Regions from separate parts of the Macaca mulatta genome. Here region 2 is linked to region 1. The links are chromatin contacts, called in public Hi-C maps. All regions are on one chromosome and are shown on one strand. Each heading gives the region's core, a stretch centred on a gene start, on an enhancer-like site or on the middle of the called end of the contact. The rest is flanking DNA. Distances are from core to core; before and after follow the strand shown. Region 1 holds the start of NHLRC1 (NHL repeat containing E3 ubiquitin protein ligase 1). Region 2 holds the start of KIF13A (kinesin family member 13A).

The links. A called contact is a pair of places that touch in the nucleus more often than the background predicts.
Region 2: a Hi-C map of liver shows a contact between it and region 1, with 3 times the contacts expected there. The contact joins the promoter of KIF13A here to the promoter of NHLRC1 in region 1. A contact is called at or near these places in 3 of 14 Hi-C or Micro-C datasets (blood, fetal cortex germinal zone and liver).

The regions. Positions count from the first base shown.
Region 1 is chr4:164,955,715-164,962,451 of T2T-MMU8v2.0, forward strand. NHLRC1 (NHL repeat containing E3 ubiquitin protein ligase 1) reads left to right here and starts at 1,523. Exons shown (of 1, transcript XM_001097330.5): 1 at 1,523-4,460. The coding sequence starts at 2,336. The coding sequence ends at 3,523.
Region 2 is chr4:165,088,874-165,095,788 of T2T-MMU8v2.0, forward strand. KIF13A (kinesin family member 13A) reads left to right here and starts at 2,869. Exons shown (of 39, transcript XM_078000927.1): 1 at 2,869-3,095; 2 at 3,320-3,410. The coding sequence starts at 3,041.

The DNA.
Region 1 (6,737 bases), core at 273-2,772:
TCATTCAGCAATTTAAGTACTGTTGGGTGTGCTAGCAGATAAAGGTTTATTGACTGTTGAAGATAGTCCTGTTCTCAGACATCACAGGTTGTAGGAGTAGGGGCTGAACACTGAACTTTACTATATAGCATGGTACGGCTGTCTTAGGGGTACAGGCTGTACAATCTTTGGGTCAGATGACATTTGATTAGCAAACGTTCTTTCTTGTCTTACATTAAAACTCTTTGCAGGGGCCTTAACAGGGTATAAAATGCTGTGTTTTCTCAGAAATCCAGCAAATCAGAAGGTGAACGATCATGATTATGATCTCTGAAGGAACAGAAATTCTCTGATATAAGGTTTTGTTAAGCACAATGTTCACATAAGACATTTGGGGGAGAACCCCTTAAAATAAGAGATCAGGGCCGGGCATGGTGGCTCATGCCTGTAATTGTAGCACTTTGGGAGGCTGACGCGGGTGCATCACCTGAGGTCAGAAGTTCAAGACCAGCCTGGCCAACATGGTGAAACCGCATCACTACTAAAAATACAAAACTTAGCCGTATGTGGTGGTGGGTGCCTTTAATCCCAGCTACTCGGGAGGCTGAGGCGGGAGAATTGCCTGAACCCAGGAGGCTGAGGTTGCAGTGAGCTGAGATCATACCACTGCACTCCAGCCTGGTGACAGAGCAAGACTCCATCTCAAAAAAAAAAGAAAAGAAAAAAAGAAAAAAGAAAAATGAGAGATTCATAATACCACAATGGATTCTTCACGCAGATTATGCTATCCCTTGTTTGAAGATTTTCCAACATATGGCAAATTCTCTTTGCTTTTGGTCTTCACTGAGATTGGAAAAACTGAATTTAGTGCCATTTGAAGGAATTATTATAATGCAGCGGTTCTCAAACTTGGCTGTCCATTATAATCACCTGGGGAGCTTTTATAAATCCCAGCTGTCCAGACCACACCATGGGCCAACTAAACTTTTCGGGTGTGACCCAAGTGTTTACCATGTGCAAAGAAGTTTGAAAATGACTAAAATAGGTAACTCTGAAGTCAAACTGCCTGGCTTCAAATTCCAGGCCAGCCACTTCCTAGCCATGTGACCCTAGGCAAGATATTTGATTTATGTGAACTCTATGAGAAAAAAAGATGATAAAAATAACATTTTCTTGTAGGATTGCTATGAGGTTTAAACAAGATAATCTATGTAAACTATTAAGTTGCTGCAAAAGTAATCACGATTTTTGCCATTAAAAGTGATGGCAAACACTGCGATTACTTTTGCACCAACCTAACAAAACAGGGCAGGCATATGTGAATTCTATAGGCTGGGCACAGTGGCTCACACCAGCACTTTGGGAGGCCAAGGGGTGGGGAGGATTGTGAACAATTTTCACAAGTTCAAGACCAGCCTAGACAAACACAGAGAGACCTCCTCTCTACAAAAAAATTTTAAAAATTAGCCTAGTGTGGTGGTTCATGCCTGTAGTCCCAGCTACTGAAGTGGGAGGATTGCTTGAGTCTGGGAGATGGAGGCTGCACTGAGCTGTGATCGTGCCCCTGCACTCCAGCCTGAGTGACAGAGTGAGACTTGGTCTTTAAAAAAAAAAAAAAAAAAAAAAGTTCTATGGTAATTATTATTAACTAACAGCTTTCTTATTTCATATTAATTACTCTGCAAGACACTTCCAGCGTGGTTCCCCCGTCTGACACTCATTCACCTAGTTGATTTTTTGTTGTTGTTCTATAACATTCTTTCATTCATGCACGAATTCATTTTACAAGTATGTATTCATTGACTTAACAACGAGTGTGAAAGAAGACACAAAAGAAATATACACATCTGCCTCACCTCCCTTGGAGTTTGTCTTCTCCCGTGTGCTCGTGTTTTCCAGTTCAGATCAAAAGCATCATGAGCTAGGGGACCATGTTTGATGCCTGGACAGCCCTAGCACCCAACGCTGAGGATTGGAGACACTGCTAGGTACCCGGGCTGGAAGACTGGGTTCTGGTTCTTGTTTTGGCACTTACAGGCTGGGTAACAGGGAGCAATCCTGTTGTCCTCAATAGGTGTGTTTCCTCACCTGAAAGTGTACAAAATCCATCCATGACTGATGTGACGATTACAGGTCTACACAATGCACATGTGGATTTGTCTTGCAAACGTCCACGACCAGGCCCTCAAGAAACAGTGCCGCGCATGCCCACCAAGGGGCAGCAGATCGCAGTGCAGAGGCCCGCGGCGCTTGACGTCAGGGCGCACGTCCCACCCCGTGACCGTGACTGTGACCGTGACCAAGAGCGTCTCTGGGACACGGCCGGGCGGCGCGGCGGGAGTGCACAGGACCCGCCATGGCGGCCGAAGCCTCGGAGAGCGAGCCGGCTCTGCAGGAGCTCATGCGCGAGGCGGAGATCAGCCTGCTGGAGTGCAAGGTGTGCTTTGAGAAGTTTGGCCACCGGCAGCAGCGGCGCCCGCGCAACCTGTCCTGCGGCCACGTGGTCTGCCTGGCCTGCGTGGCCGCCCTGGCGCACCCGCGCACGCTGGCCCTCGAGTGCCCATTCTGCAGGCGAGCCTGCCGGGGCTGCGACACCAGCGACTGCCTGCCGGTGCTGCACCTCATAGAGCTCCTGGGCTCAGCGCTTCGCCAGTCCCCGGCCGCCCACCGCGCCGTCCCCAGCGCCCCCGGAGCCCTCACCTGCCACCATACCTTTGGCGGCTGGGGGACCCTGGTCAACCCCACCGGACTGGCGCTTTGTCCCAAGACGGGGCGGGTCGTGGTGGTGCACGACGGCAGGAGGCGTGTCAAGATTTTTGACTCTGGGGGAGGATGCGCGCATCAGTTTGGAGAGAAGGGGGACGCTTCCCAAGACATTAGGTATCCTGTGGATGTCACCATCACCAACGACTGCCATGTGGTTGTCACTGACGCCGGCGATCGCTCCATCAAAGTGTTTGATTTTTTTGGCCAGATCAAGCTTGTCATTGGAGGCCAATTCTCCTTACCTTGGGGTGTGGAGACCACCCCTCAGAATGGGATTGTGGTAACTGACGCGGAGGCAGGGTCCCTGCACCTCCTGGACGTCGACTTCGCGGAAGGGCTCCTTCGGAGAACTGAAAAGTTGCAAGCTCATCTGTGCAGTCCCCGAGGGGTGGCAGTGTCTTGGCTCACGGGGGCCATTGCAGTCCTGGAGCACCCCCTGGCCCTGGGGACTGGGGTTTGCAGCACCAGGGTGAAAGTGTTTAGCTCAAGTATGCAACTTGTCGGCCAGGTGGATACCTTTGGGTTGAGCCTCTATTTTCCCTCCAAAATAACTGCCTCCGCTGTGACCTTTGATCACCAGGGAAATGTAATTGTTGCAGATACCTCTGGTCCCGCTATCTTTTGCTTAGGAAAACCTGAGGAGTTTCCAGTACTGAAGCCCATGGTCACTCATGGTCTTTCCCATCCTGTGGCTCTTACCTTCACCAAGGAGAATTCTCTTCTTGTGCTCGACACAGCATCTCATTCTATAAAAGTCTATAAAGTTGACTGGGGGTGATGGGCTGGGGTGGGGCCCTGGAATCAGAAGCACTAGTGCTGCCATTAATGAATTGTTTAACCCTGGATAAGTCACTTAAACTCATCTATGCAGGCAGGGATAATTAAAACTGTCTGGTAGACTTACAAAGCTTAGGACAATTATTAGAGATTAATCTACCATTTATTGAATGCATACTCTTTGTGCAAGGAAATTTGCAAATATTAGCTCATTTAATCCATACTATCCAGTGAGGTAATTTTTTTCCCCCCCGAGATAGAGTCAAGCTCTGTCACCCGGGCTGGAGTGCAGAAACATGATCACAGCTCACTACAGTTTCAACTTCCACCGCTCGGGTGATCCTTCCACCTCAGCCTCCCAAGTAGCTGGGACCACAGGCGTGCGTTACCACATCCAGCTAATTTTTGTATTTTGATAGAGATGGGGTTTCATCATGTTGCCCAGGCTGGTCTCAAACTCCTGAGCTCAAGCAATCCACCTTCCTCGGCCTCCCAAAGTGCTGGGATTACAGGCATAGCCACCTTGCCTAGCCATAATTTTTATTATTAATCTCATCGTGCAAGTGAGAAAACTGAAACCCAGAGAGCTTAAGTGACTTCCTCGAGGTCATAGTTACTTACTGCCATAGTCACAATTTGAATTCAATTCTGATTCCAACTAAGTTGTGCTTAAATAAGATAGCAGATGTGGGGAAAAGTAGGTGAATGAATAGTGTTGCTATGTGTACTGTCTCTACAAGTAGCTAATTATTTTAGCACAAAGATGTGCAAAGAAAGGAGACTTTATGGAGCGTTCAGGAGAAAAAGGATTTTGTGGTGGCCATCACTTTCATTCAATTTGTGACTGCTCTGATGGCACATTAGATGAAGTTACTGTTGATCCTGAATTACGTGAATAAGAAAAACAATTGAACTGCTTATTAAAAAGGTAAACATGTCTTGTAATGCCTATATCTTCTCCACTATACATACTCAGAAAATAACACTTGGTTGTTTGAGAAAGGCCTATATTTACATAAGTTCTAAACTATTGCAGAACACACTACATACTATTGTCAGAGGGCCAGATGACGCTCCTGTTACATGTTTATGTTACATATTTATGGGTTTGTTTGTTTGTTTGTTTGTTTGTTCTTAGACATGGTCTTGCTCTGTTGCCCAGGCTGCAGTGAAGTGGAGTAATCACTGCTCACTGCAGTCTCAACGCCCTGGGCTCAAGCGATCCTCTTGCCTCAGCAACCTGAATAACTGGGACTAGAGGTGTGTCACCATGCCCAGCTAATTTTTAATTTTTTCGTAGAGATGGGATCTTGCTTTGTAGCCCAAACTGGTTTCAAGCTCCTGGGCTCAAGCGAGCCTCCTATCTTGGCCTCCCAAAGCACTGGGACTATGAGCCACTGTGCCTCACCCATGTAAAGTAAAAGTGAGAGCCTAACTCCCATGCCAGTCCACAAAAACCCATTTTGTTGTCAATGCTCTCATCATATAGCACTAATAGTAAGATTTGGGGCACCCTAGACCACGATTTATAAATGCATTCTAAACAGAAGTTCTATGGACAAATCTCTTGTCCCCACATGCACATATCCCACCATTAAAGTCACCCCTAGGTTGGTGACTTCACGGGTGTTCTGAATACATACCAAGAAACATTCCAAGTGGAGATGTGAATTCAGACTTATTTGGTCATTTATGAATAGAGCAACTGAGGACAGATCTTAGACCATTTTCCTTAAGAACAATGACAGTTTAATGATTTTAGGATTAGTAGAGCCAATTCAAAAGATTTTTCTCTTTGGAATTATTAATGGCATCGTCTCTGATTATAAAGCTGGACATGTGTCCTTTTCAGACAGCAGTCATGATAAAGGTGTGGAATATGCAATGCAGGGAGGTATGTGAGCAAGGTAGCATTGCTGGTCATCATGTGGATTACCTGACTTCAAGAATCAGGTGCGCATCTGTGAGATGATGTGGGAGTGTATCAGACCTGTGATAACAAGCCATCTTAGTAACTGGTATCTTTCCTTGGTAGATTATCAGGCTTGGGACTGGAATGGGGCTGGATGCACAACATAAAAAGAACTGTATAAAGCAGCACTTCCCAGGAATGTCCTAGGACAGGAGCAGAGTTTCCTTGAGGAAGACACGAAGCTTGTTGTTCTTGATTATCAGGCACACACGTGCTGAGAGAATAGTTTCAGTGACTTGTAAGGCAGATGCAAAATTCATCTTCCAGACTGTGTTCTTTTTTTTTTTTTTTTTTTTTTTTTTTTTTGAGACAGAGTCTGGCTCTGTTGCTCAGGTTACAGTACAATGGTGCAATCTCTGCTCACTGCAACTTCTGCCTCCCAGGTTCAAGCTATTCTCCTGCCTCGGCCTCTGCAGCAGCTGGGATTACAGGCACCCACCATCATGCCCAGCTAATTTTTGTATTTTTAGTAGAGATGAAGTTTCACCATGTTGGCCAGACTGGTCTCAAACTCCTGACTTCAAGTGATCCACCTGCCTCGGCCTCCCAAAGTACTGGGATTACAGGCATGAGCCACCGCACCCAGCCAGACTGTGTTCTTTAAAGCAAGCTGGTTAAAAGGCTTGAGATATGTCATGCTGAACTCCAGGTTATTGAAGAAATTGGAGAATTCTGAGACAGGCAGGAAAAAATAACCCCAGCAGAAAGTAAAAGCTTCCAAGGTGATGAAGAAGGTTTGGAATGACTCGCAGAGGTTGAAACAAAAGAACGTGCCCAGGAGTAAAGGGAGAAGGAAAAGAAAATAGGCTCTTCCAGAATATCCCCCATGGCCTGCCTGGTGAGTCCATAAAAGCAAACACAGACACTTTGGCTCCTGTGTCAGCAGTTCTCATATCACCCTCCATCTATTCCAATTTTGCCCAATTCCCAATCCTTCGATTGTCTCCTGCTTTTGACCTTGTTCCACCCTCTGGACTTGCCGCCTGGAGTTGGTTTTCTCAATCTCTTTCCTTGGCATTTTGTAAAGACCTTGGTTCATATTCGTAAATCTCCCCTCTAGCAAATCTAGCTCTGGACCCCAGGACCCAGACCATCACGATTTTGCTAGTGCCTTATGCAGACCTTCCCCGGCCCCCAACTAAGTGGGGTGCAGACCCCACCTAAAGTGAATTATGAACCTTCTAAGGAACAAGCATTAACCTGTGCACCTCAGAAAAATGAGGAAGAACCACTGATGATAGCA
Region 2 (6,915 bases), core at 1,619-4,118, 130 kb after region 1:
AAAACCCCATCTCTACTAAAAATACAAACATTAGCTAGGCATGATGGCACACGCCTGTAGTCCCAACTACTTGGGAGGCTGAGGCAGGAGAATTGCTTGAACCTGGAAGTGGAGGTTGCAGTGAGTTGAGATCATGCCACTGAACTCCAGCCTGGGCGACAGAGCGAGACTCTGTCTCAAAAAAAAAAAAAAAAAAAAAGACACTAGTCATTGGATTTAGGGCCCATCCTAACCCAGTATGGCCTCATCCTAACTTAATTATTTCTGCCAAGACCCTGTTTCCAAATAAGGTCACATTCACAGGTACTGGAGGTTATGGCTTGTACATACCTTTTTGGGAGATACAAATTCAACCCTCTACAATTCCCATTGACAGAAACTGCCAGAGCAATGACTTAGCATAGGGATGGCATCTTGCTTGTGAAAAGGTCCTGGATAAAGTGAAGAATTTCAGGAATGGTGGGAGGTAATATTAAATAGGGTAGGCCAGAGTGGTTTTTTGTTTGTTTACTTGTTTGTTTTTGAGATGGAGTTTGGCTCTTGTTGCCCAGGCTGGAGTGCAACGGCATGATCTCAGCTCACCACAACCTCTGCCTCCTGGGTTCAAGCGATTCTCCTGTCTCAGCCTCCCTAGTAGCTGAGATTACAGGCATGTGCCACCATGCCTGGCTAATTTTGTAATTTTAGTAGAGATGGGGTTTCTCCATGTTGGTCAGGTGGGTCTGGGACTCCCGACCTCAGGTGATCTGCCCGCCTCGGCCTCCCAAAGTGCTGGGATTACAGGCATGAGCCACTGCGCCCAGCCTGAGAGTTTTTTGAACAATAGAATAGCATGCATGATTAACGGATAAAGTTCTAATTTTGTGAAAAATCAGTCTGGAAGCTGGATTTAGGAGTGATTAGAGGAAGGCAAAGCTAGGAAGGTTAAGAAGATGTCTTAGTAGCCCAAAAGTGAAGAGGTATGCACAGACCTAGATTCTTAGCCCCAGAAGGCTGGAAATTTCACCTCTTTCTGGGCAGCAGCCAAAAGTCTGTAGCAAAAGCCTGCAACAGTGTTTGTAACATAGTAGGGCGCTCAGAACACATTTGTTGAACAAGTGAATGGACAGGCAAAGTGAGATTGCACCAGTAGGAATGGAGAGGAGGAAAGATGAAACAGGCCCTTCAGAGGTGGACTGAGATAGCTGGCTCTACAATAAGGTGGGGCTGAAGTAGCTGTCTTCCAGTGTACACAGGGGACTGGCTCCAGGATCATCCAAAACCATTCACACTCAAATCTGACGATCAGCTCTGCAGAACCCACAAACAGGAAAAGTTGGATCTCCCATTTTTAACCTGCCAAATACTGTCTTTTCTTGTTTCTTTTTTTTTTTTTTTTTTTTTTTTTTTTGAGACAGGGTCTTGCTTTGTTGCCTAGGCTAGAGTGCAGTGGTGTGAACATGGCTCACTGCAGCCTCAACCTTCCAGGCTCAAGCGATCCTCCCACCTCAGCCGCTCCAGTAACTGAGACTACAGACACGTGCCACCATGCCCGGCTATTTTTGTAATTTTTTTTTGGCGAGATGGGGTTTCTTTACATTGCCCAGGCTGGTCTTGAACTCCTGGCCTCAAGTGATCCTCCCGCCTCAGCCTCCCAAAGTGTTGGGATTACAGGCGTAAGCCACTGTGCCAGAGCACGAATATTGTATTTTCAATTAGACTTTGGTTGAAAAAAAGCCACGTGTAAATGGACTCGTGCAGTTCAAACCCGTGTTGTTTGAGAGTCAAGGGTAGCGTCTTAACATCAGGCCCATAGCTCGGCACCTGGTGGAGGCGGACGAGGCCTCTTCTAGCACCTGCCCCACACTTTCTAGCATAATAGGTCTCCACGCCCTCTTTTCCACCTTAGCGTGTGCTTCTGCATCATGCTATGCATGTTTCTGTGTGTCCTCAACAGCACCCTGCACACAGTAAAACCTCAGTACATCTTCCAATAAGTGGATTTCTAGATTTAAGCAAAATCGAAAGATTCCTGCATCTAAACTCTGGATTTTTGACTTCTGTACGCTTCAAAATGCCTGGCACTCGGTGAGCGCATCTTAAGCACTTGTTGAACCAAACAGAATAAATCAGATTCGCCCAGTTCCGCCCTGGCAGCGAGGTCTGCATTTGGCAGGATGACAGAAACCATTGCTATTAAATTCTTATGTAAGAGTTAATGGCCCTTCCAGCCCACTTGACATCCCTCCCACGACAAGAGAGGCCGGGAAGGGAAGAGAGCACTATTTACAAACATACACTGTTTCGGTGGTGGATTCACAGATTCATTTCTAGTCTCGGTTCACCACAGAGATCTTAAAATACCGCTGCAGGCTCCGTGTGGGACAGAGGGGGCGGCGTGCCGGGGCTCGTAGGGGAAGGCCTGCCCACCCAGTGCGGCGGGCCGTGGTCCTTGCTGCCGTCCCGGGGCTCCGGGTGGCAGCGGCGCCAGAAGGCGGCTGGAGCTCACGGTATCCGGGGGGGCCCCGCGGGCGCCGGTGCAGGCTTGGCCTGGGAGGTCCCCTGGGGAAACAATGCGTCCCGCCCCGGACTGCAGCCTCCCCTAAGCGCCGCGCCGCTCGCCGCTCCCCTCACTGCCGTCCCGCCGCTCCAGGGGGCGCCGCGCGTGGCCGTGTCCGGCCTCTCCCGAGCCCCGGCGGGTGGCGGGAGCGGAACATGGCGGCGCGGGGCCCCGGGCAGCCGCGAGGGGCCGCGGCGCTGCGGTCTGCGCTGGGGCGGCGCGGGTAGAGCTGCGCCTGGGCCGGGCGGCGAGGCCTCCTCCCCGCCCGCCGCCGCCGCCGCGCCCCGCCCCGCGCGCCTGCCCCTCCCCGGGCCGCGGCCGTGCCCCGCGTCGCGCTCCCCCGGGATGGCCCGCGCGCCTCGGCGCTGCCTCTCGGAGCTCAAGGCAGAGCGGCGGCGGCCGCGCTCGGGGGGCGCGCGGCTGCAGCGGCGGCGGCGCCGCGCGTGAGGGGCCTCCTCAGGCCGAGCGGTCGCGGCGAGCGGCCGGGCTAGCGCAGCCAACATGTCGGATACCAAGGTAAAAGTTGCCGTCCGGGTCCGGCCCATGAACCGACGAGGTGAGGAGCTTTTCGCTCTTTTTTATTTCTGCTCGGGCTGAGGGCGGGGGCAACTTTGGAAACTGCGGGGCCGGGACGGCGAGAGCGCGGCCGGGGCGGAGGCGGCGTCCGCGCTGGCCGTGGTGCCCGGGGCGCCGTCTCCAGGCTCGGCAGCCTTCAGGGACGGAGCCCCGCGCGGCGCGGATGCTGGACTTTGCAACGTCCCTTTCTCTCTGTGCTTTCAGAACTGGAACTGAACACCAAGTGCGTGGTGGAGATGGAAGGGAATCAAACGGTCCTGCACCCTCCTCCTGCTAACACCAAACAGGGAGAAAGGTAAAGCGGGTTCCCAGAGGGCGGCTGGGAGGATCCAGCCTCTCGGGGTCCCGCAAGTTTGAGCCAGGAAAATGGGAGTGCTCTTTCCTATTGTTAGGAGGATGGCTTCAAGTTTGTCGCCCGCTCCTGTTTGAAGCTGTTGCAAGTCCAAGTTCCTCTCCTCCCTCGCCCGCCTTCCCCTCCATCTAGAGCGGCGGCAGGCAGGGCACCCTGGCCACAGCCAGCACCAGTCAGCTGAGTCCGGGCGGGCTGCGAGGCACCCGGGAGGGAGAGGGCCGGATGGGACCCTATAGGTGATTCGCCCAGCCGCCACATTTTACAGACAGGAAAACTGAGGCCCGAGGCCGGCAGGTGACCAGCCCACGTCCTCATTGTTCGTGGAACCCAGTGCCCGGGATTCTTTTCGTCACTGCAGCGTTCGTTTCCTTTGGCAGAATTGTTTAGGGACAGTGTGTGTAAAATGGGAGGAAAAAATAGAGCAAGTCTTGTACGATGCAGACTCAGGCTGGGCTAGTTAACACCTATTTTAGTTGTTGTTGCTGCTGAGTTGAGATAATGCCTCAATGTAATGCGCGAATTTTGATTTTCAAAGAAACAAAAGTAGGGCCCTGAACTGTATAGACACTGAGGGATGTTTAAAAAGGGGCTGTATTTACTAGATGGCAACATATTTGCATTTGAAAAGTGGTAACTGTTGGATCCTTATTATGTTCCATGCAGCAGTATGGGATAATGCCCCAAAATAATTTGAATATTTGGCATTTTTCTAGTAAGCCTCTGAGAAGAAATCGGTTGGAATTCATTCAATATAATAATGCAGTAGGTTGTGAATATATATGTGTGAAAAAACGGGATAGTTTACAAAATTAATTTTCATTGGAAAAATGAATATGAGTTTTTGTTTCCAAGAATCACCTGTTGATTGATGGAATACAATTTAGTGAATTTCGTTCTTCAGAGATTTTCACTGAAGAGAGACTCTGATGCAGGGTTTGTTACATTATTGCTTAGAGAAGCGATGCCTCCATTCTATAATGTGTGGTGTTCAAGCTCAGTTTTGCCAAATTTGGGGAAATAAATCATGAGGAGATAAGATTGGAGATTCTTTGCTTTTCGTGTTGAGCATAGCAGTTTTTATCCAGTTTGCAAACATTCTGCTACCTTTAGCAGATTCTAGTGGTGATACCAAATAGCTAAGCTATATTTAAAATGTTGTGTTTAACACTGGATGTAGTGTTTATTGTACATTGTACTGAATGTTGTTTAGTAATGGATGTATTTTTAGATGCATTTATAGCAGTGTAGATAGTATGGTATATTTCATGGTGATAGTAAGTCAACTCATTGAATACATTAAATATTTACAGATTAAATTAGATGCCCATATCACCAACGAATGTACCGCCCCAGCCCCCCGCAAACTGGGTATCGTTACATTGTTTCGGGAAAAAATTCTATTGGGTCAGATTCTTGAAAGCAGTCTGGGGGAACAGGTAGAATATTTTTTAGCTCCTGTTGTGTAGCTGCTGCTATTTTTCCTTGCTGGCTTGGCACCTGCTCCTTGTCACTCTTAACCATAAGGAGTGCGACTGTTAGCTACTGTTTAATGACATGAAGTGTTGTCATTTGTGAAGAGAAACAGATTTGATTTTGTGGAATTTGGATACAATCTATAACTGTGGACAGTTGGTTCCAAATGCTAAGTAATCAGTTGATCGTTTTCCGGGCTGAACCACGTTAGTTACTAATCAGGATCTTTTAGGTAAATATTTGAAGAGTGATTTTGGGATCTATTCATCTGCTTACTTACTGTGATAGTCTCTTATCTGGAGTTATAAAAATAGCATTGAAATATGGGTACTCTCGTGTTTTGTCCTTCTGACAGATCTAATTCTTTGAGTAGCAGATGAGCTTTCCATGGGATTCTGTCTGAGTACCGGTCATTTCGTTTACAGACAAATTGAGGAGTCAACACAACAGTGCTCCTTGTACATTAGGATGACTGTCTTTGCACAGATGAAGACACCAAATGCATTTTTATTTTCATTATGCAGCTTGGTTTCATATTTCTCCACAGACTTTTCCCTTAAAGTAACAGTGCGTTTAAAAATAGAAACAATTCCTCCCTTGGGTTCTGGGTTGATTAATTGCAGCAATGCTTCATGCTATGTTTGCAGTTCATTTCTGTCATTGGTTTTTAGATAGTGCTCAGGGCAGGGCAAAGGTGAAGAGTAGAATACTGAGAATGTTATTATTTTTCATACCTACAAGTCCAAGGTTTGAAGTGTAAGAGGTCTTTAAATGCATATTGGCAGACCTGTGTCGAATTGAGAATTACTGTTTTTCTGAAAGTTGTAAGAAATTACCAATGATTAACCATGGATAGAAATTCAAGGTTAGTGGGTGAAAGTTTTCAGTCTTACCAGTAAAAGCAAGTGAGATTGCACTGATGTCCAGGGAAAACAAACAAACAAACAAACAGATGGGGTCAACTTTCATGATTTCCCCATTTACAAAACCAAAGCCAACACTGTGTAGCAAGGACTAAAAGATCAGAGGATCTCTGAGGTTAAAGATGTTTGTTTTGTTGCTGAAATTCTAGTATTGTAATACATTGCATAGGTCCAGGTTAGTAATTGCTACGTATACTGATCACCATTCTGAAACATTAAGACATATGGATTTGTTTCTTAAAATACCATTGCATTGCTCTCCAGGAGACATGAAGTTCAGATCATTTCAATACCATGCTCAGCATAGGGGATTCTAAGATACTTGTGGATCTAGTACCTACACCAGAGTCACTCACCTTGGAGAGATAGGTGAGAGGGAGGAAAAAAATAGTTAAAATACAACGTGGTAAATTACACTGGTGTATACTTTTGCCATTTCCTGAACCACATAATTTCGAAATTCTGTTTCCTCTTCTTTCTCTCCCTTGAGGCTGTGAACTCCCTGAAGGCAGGTACCTTGTCCTACTTCTCTTTATGCCTCATGCTCCCGCATACTGGCACTTAGCAAGGGCTTAGCAAATGTGATGGGAGCATTGAGGAGGGGCTGTGGATGCTACCCAAGGTCCTGGCAACTTGCCAAGACAGGTGGTGTTTGTGTGGTCTTATGGATGCTGAGAGTACAGGTTCACTTTTGCAAGATGAGGAGAGAGTCCTTTGCCAATGAAAGTGAAAGCATACCTGCCACATGTTGCTTCTGGGTGATTGTACGTGTGTGAGTGAGGGTGTGGAGTACGATTCAGAAGCAAGGCAGTTCTGGACTGGGTGAGGTGGCTCACACCTGTAATCCCAGCACTTTGGGAGGCTAGGGTGGGTGGATCACTTGAGGCCAGGAGTTTGAGACGACTCTGGCCAACATGGTGAAACCCTGTCTCTCCTAAAAATATGAAAATTAGCCGAGTGTTGTGGAGCATACCTGTAATCTCAGCTGCCTGGGAGCCTAAGGCGGGAGAATCGCCTGAACCTTGGAGGTGGAGGTTGCCATGAGCCAAGAT